2 separate regions of the Zea mays genome follow, and region 1 is linked to region 2. Evidence: chromatin contacts called from public Hi-C data. All regions are on one chromosome and are shown on one strand. Each heading gives the region's core, a stretch centred on a gene start, on an enhancer-like site or on the middle of the called end of the contact. The rest is flanking DNA. Distances are from core to core; before and after follow the strand shown.

Region 1 (2,893 bases), core at 20-2,519, 230 kb after region 2:
AAGTTTGGTTCGGTGTCTGGTTTAGTCACTAAAGAATTGTTAGTTGACTGAATTTGTCTCAGTTTGGACAGGCGGCTGTTTGCTTGCTTGTTTCCTGTGTGCTCGGTGTGGGTAGCAAAAAGAGGCAAAAGTTTGAGTGCAGGTTCTGGTGGCCAAAGCTGAATCAAGATACGAAGAAATGGAAAGATATCAGCCCCACGATTGTGCTGACATTGCTTGGTTGATTTGGTTAGAGAGTTGCCTGGGACTTTCTGGCGCCTGGTAAAGTGGAGTCGAGCTGAGAAGCTTCAGGTCCTGGAGAGGTTCAAAGTATCTGTGGTGGAGTCCGTAGTTGCCTGGTCACTAGTTGCGTTGCCTGCCCAAGCTCGATGCCTTGCTGTGCCTATAAACCTGTGTGGTGCCTGAGAGGGAAGCCACATGCTCAAACCCAAGCAGCTGCTGCCTGCTGGCACCTTTGGGGTCGTTCCTTACCGTGGAAAAATCGAGCTTGGCCAGCGCCTGGTTCTTTATCTTGTTATTACTTGCGGGCAGTGTAGTGAAGCTCTCCACTACCCCACTCGCTAGTCCTATTCACCGTGTGCCTCTAGGGTTCACATCTTCATGTTGGAGTTAGTCCCAGCCACACCGTCTGTTCTGCTTAGTCCCCTCACATCGTTGTCCCTGTGTCGTGTGGCCGCACCGCCGGAGGTCCACCTCACCTCGGTTAGGGCTCTTCGGAGGTCATCTCAGCTGAACTGTGCACATTCCTTGTTCCTCACAGGTCAGTGAAGCTCCTAAAGTTGGTATTCCTAACTCTACTATTGTGTGTTGCATAAAACGAGGTCGCGCCGTCACAGCTTGGCGCCGTGGACAGCTTCCCCGCCGACCCATCAACCCATGTTGTCTCTGGTTGTTTTCACGTGAGCACCATGATATTGTTAGGTCGCTGAGGCTCTCTGTGTCCATAGTTAGAGCTCTACCGTGTGGAGACCGCGGGATCGGGCTCGTCGGACCCAAGGTTCGGCCGCCACCGCGGCCAGAGGCGATATTGGTCTCTTCGATCCGATTAACCAAGGGGAAGTGATGGGGTCGGTTTGGGTGACGGGTAGGTATGCTCATTCTCGTCGGAGACGATCGCCTCCGGTGGCTCTGCATGGTATTTGATCGGCATTCGTCGGAGTAGGGTCGTGGCCGGGAAGTTATAAATGAGCAGAAGGCAAAGGACTTATGTGCATTCGTCAGCGAGACAGACAAACAGTGACGAGGGATCGGGATTGATTAGTCATGGCGACAGGGTTCTCTGCGCAAAATGGGCATGAGGGCGTAGGTCGCGCGGACGACGCGTGTGATCCTACTAGTCTTGGGTCGGATCAGACTAGAGATGACAATGGGTACCCGCGACCTAATACCCGATGGATATTTACTTCATTAGGGTATATATGTGGGCTAAATATTCTACCTGTTGGTCTATTCTTGAACAAAAATCTTCATCCAATGGGTAAATGGGTATTAGAACATTCACCTTCATCCATACCCATTAACCCATGGGTATAAAATACTCAATATAAACTTAGCCCAAGCATGAACTTAGACTTTAGTCGTCCATCTTTTTTACTATTTAACAACCTTTTAGGCCATAATGTCATAGAAGGCTTAACGACAATTTAATGACCATGTAATGGAACATGTAATGTGCTATGTAGTACTGTCCTAGTGTTACTACTTTATCTAATTATCTTTGGTGTGTTGAATGGATGGTTAAATGATGCTAGAAATTTTGTAATGTTATTTAGATGGATATACTTGACATTTGTATAATATAATATTTTGATAGCTGTTTAATTTTTGTGGGTACGGGTGACCCATACCCACATGGGTATGGGTATGGGGGTAAATCCATACCCACCAGTATATAAGGGTGACCCGATAGAGTTATTTTTTTGTCGTAGGTATGGTTATGGGGTAGTAATACCCGGTAAGTATTTAACCGTTGCCATCTCTAGATCAGACTGAATGCCGTCCAATACTGTTTAGGTTTTGTCCTTTTCATTTCGCTGACAACTTGTAAAATATGCTAAAAGTTATAGGAAAAATGCAAAAATGTGGAAACTAGTTTTCCTGGGTACATAAAATCACAAATTTTCGATAAAAAACCAATGTTAGGATATTTGCAACAGATAATAAATTTTAGGTAATTAAAAAGTGCTCTACGAAGGCTTAAATGAATTTTAGAAATAAAAATATAGTTCCAAAAATTATGAAAATGTTTGGGTAACTTTATTTTGGTCAGCTAAGCATATGGTAAAAATTTGGGGCTGTTTGGAAGCCAGTTTCTCAGGAAGCTTTGTAGGGTCCAAAATAGAAAGGTTAAATCCTTAATAAAAGTGGATTTAGTGCTTTGAAAAGGAGATAAGTTTATCTAGGAAAGAGATGCAGTTTTTAAGAAGTTTTAAGCTTTTAGATGAGATCTAATATGGATTAGTTCTCTGGTTTACCTAAGTGAATCCGATTTGGCCACTATTAGTAAGTGTTGGTGGTGTAGAACCATGTGTATACTTGTCATGTGTTTTAGTTTGTATTATTTATGTTTCCCACCTCTCCTTGTGAGAGTTTGCATTTCATATCATTACATAAGCATACATGTAATTGACTTGTAGAACACCTAGATGAAGTGGTGTTTGAAGGAGGAGTCTACTCCAGTGTCTGCTGATCAAGTGGAGGAGCCATCTAACGGGTTATTGGGTAGAAAGGTCTTAAGCCTCTTTATTGCAACAAAGGCAAGCCCCGGTGCATTTACCCCTTCCTTCTACTTTAAAAAGACTTTTATACACTTAAGTCTAGTGAAATGTGCATTAAGTTTATAGGAATTTGTCGGAGAGGAAATTCTCCGGCCGGGTGGCGGAGTGCACCCGCC
Region 2 (2,933 bases), core at 151-2,650:
CAATAGGTAGAAAAGACTAGAGTATCAAATGTTAAGCATCATGGATTCAACACATAATATGACTAGCATCAAGAGCACTCTATATTCAGCAGCTTACTCATCCACATCTCTTATTTCAAACTTCACTCTATAAACAGTGTAGTCTACAGTGCAAAAAAACAGTGTTTTGCACGGTCATATGCACGGTCTGCTGTCCTTACAAAGGTTCAGTTACCTTGGTGGTATCATATTTTAATCATGAGTACATACCCAAATGTACTATCCATTTCAAGGATTCAGACACCAGGTAAAAACCATTAGCATTTTAAGACAACATGGTTTCTTTCAACACATGTACTGGGAAGAATGATAAAAAAATATTCTATAAACAATGCACTCTTAATGATTAAACCATGCTTTCCGATTCTTCGCAATTAGTTCGCAAGACATTTAGTTTTAAGAAAGTAACGTACGCATTAATTTTTTCGTTATGCAGCCTCAGTTCATTCTAAATGGCACCACTTTATTTAAATAGCAAGTACAGGTTGTTCGTTAACAATTTACCGTTAATATATCAGTGCATATCTACGATGCCAGAACAAATTAATTAGGAATTTGTAACTAAGTACCAACCCAAACAGCAAAGGTTCGGTAATCAGAATTTCTTTCCTCCAGCTTCCATGAGTACTAATGTGCTATCTTTAGCCAAATAAACAAAAACAATCATCTTAGTTCAGATGCAATGGTGAAACAGAATGGAAATTTACTGTGTAGTAGTGAATGAAAGGCCAAAGTTTTGCATCAGGAAAAAAAACCCTGCATATGCACCTTCATAGAAAAAAAAACTTGAAGGAAACAATTTTGACAGAGCCTAAAATAGTTCCTTTGGAATATCGAGGCCCAAAATAGTTCTAGACGCTGACATGAGTAGAAAACAGAATCTACACTTCTGTGCATAGGCTGCATTTGTTCCGGAACGAGTTTTGTGCAATCGCCTTTCCAGATGTAACAGGGTAAGTCATGTCATACAAACATTGCTGCATAGTACAAAATGACAAAAACACCAGGAGAGACAAACACCCCGCGCCCCCAAAGCAATCGGTCAAAGCGCTGGAAATGAGAACTGTAGGCTACCGTTTCATCCCCTGTTTAGTCCCCGCCCACCAACAGAGGCTTGCAGAACGATAACAAACACTAGGTTTCTGGACGACATCCCCAGATTTTCAGCCATTATCGCCCCCTAGAAGGGAATTCACTCGCTGTGGGCAACTCGTCAAGCCTTGAAGAAAACAAAACACAAATTGCATGAAGCAGTGGCATACGCATACCCTCCGTGTTGGCGACAACCGGGATCACGCCGACCACCACCGAAAATACCACCGCCGACCACCACCACCTCAGCGACGCCGCCATCCCGCCGACGCCCGACCCGCCTCTCGGTAGCCAAAACCGCGCGCGCGCAGGTTGCCACAGCGCCACCCCTGAGCTGACGACGCCGCCAGGACCTCCCTCAGCTTCCGCCGCCGTCGGGACACATCGGTCACCGATACTCTCCGACGGGAGGCGAGAGATTTCTCTCCCTATATTTTTTTACCTTGTGTTTTTTTTTTCAGCTCGGGGGTTTTAAAAACTTGGCGAGGCTTGCGTGTGGAGGCCGACCCAAAAATGTTCCACTGGTAAACGCGGGACTTGCGAGGGGGAGGAGATCACAGCTACGCCGCGTTATCCGGGTAACTTTACTGACAGGTGGGGTCAAATAGGTAAGTCCCACATGTCGGACGGGGAAACCTATCCGTCCGGTGCGGGGGTTCGTTTGCTTGAGTTTGAGTGCGATGCGACTATGCGAGGGCTGCGGGAAGGTGACGGCGCTGACGTGGGCGTGATGGAGGTGTTGGGGATTCCGTGGACGCGGTCCTCGTACACTCGTCTCCAGATCACTCATTCATCACTTGATCGAGGAAGCTTGTGTCTTTTTTTCTGAAGGGCTTATTCAGAAAATTCCGTTTCTTTTCTTCTACCATTTCGGCGTTTCTAAGGAAAAGGTGACAAGGGTGTGATCGTCACACATTGCATTTTTCCCTCTACGATCTGCGACCCGAGTACCCGACGATCGGTATGGTTAAGGACAGATCTAGAATTTTCTCATGTCCCATGTCCCGAGCTGAGACTACTAAATTTTCTTCTGTTCTTTTTATCTTGACTATTTTCAACTAGATCAAATATGTACTTATATACAGTTAATTGGATCATACCCTCGATTTCTTTTTATCTTGACTATTTTCAACTAGATCAAATATGTACTTATATAAAGTTAATTGGATCATACCCTCGATCACAGACCGGGTAGCTCGGGTGTAGATCCACCCCTGGGTATGATTAACGAATTTTGGATCAATTCGGCCTCAAAATCATTATTGTTATTTTGTTTATTATCAAATATACTTTATATATGACTTACTTTTTTGATTTTTCATTATTTTTTGATAAGATAAGTGGTTAAGTTTAGGGTTAAAAAGTCAAACAAATTATATTTTTAAACTAATGAAGTATTATGTAATATCGCATTCGGGGGAGTGCCACGTGTTACCAAAGGTGTACATAATTTGAAAAGAATCAAAACAATCCATGTTTGAAACACATTCATCCGTGCGCGTGTGTAAATTGTAACCTCGTGTAGATACGGTTCTTACGAAACTTCGGTTGTCGCTTGATAATGTACCGCATAGCAATGCGTTCATAGTTTCATACACACACTCGGGTACATGTTGTGTCGCCGTGCAAATTTAGCACCGTTTGAACTTCTCGCAAAAACATGGATTATCGGGTATGTGAACTGCGGTTACCAATAGGAAACATGCCATCTAGAGAGCCTTTCGTGAGCACTATCGGTTTGATTGGTTGTTGACAGCCTCTGCGACTAGCTTGCACGGGTCTGCACGGTTGAGACGCTCATG

Evidence for each region. Hi-C and Micro-C count contacts between places; a contact is called where the count stands out from the background.
Region 1: a Hi-C map of ear shows a contact between it and region 2, with 1.9 times the contacts expected there. The contact joins the enhancer-like site here to the promoter of LOC542015 in region 2. A contact is called at or near these places in 5 of 25 Hi-C or Micro-C datasets (ear, leaf and tassel).

Annotation. Positions count from the first base shown.
Region 1 is chr10:124,642,147-124,645,039 of Zm-B73-REFERENCE-NAM-5.0, forward strand. No RefSeq gene overlaps it. Among protein-coding and RNA genes, the nearest start is that of LOC100383187, 50 kb to the left of the region's middle. Within about 2 kb of position 1,270, at least 15 of the 20 cell types and tissues checked have an H3K27ac peak or open chromatin away from gene starts, as enhancers often do. A contact at or near this core is called in ear, leaf and tassel, where this site is marked.
Region 2 is chr10:124,411,139-124,414,071 of Zm-B73-REFERENCE-NAM-5.0, forward strand. LOC542015 (somatic embryogenesis receptor-like kinase 1) reads right to left here and starts at 1,401. Exons shown (of 11, transcript NM_001111662.1): 1 at 1,308-1,401. The coding sequence starts at 1,392.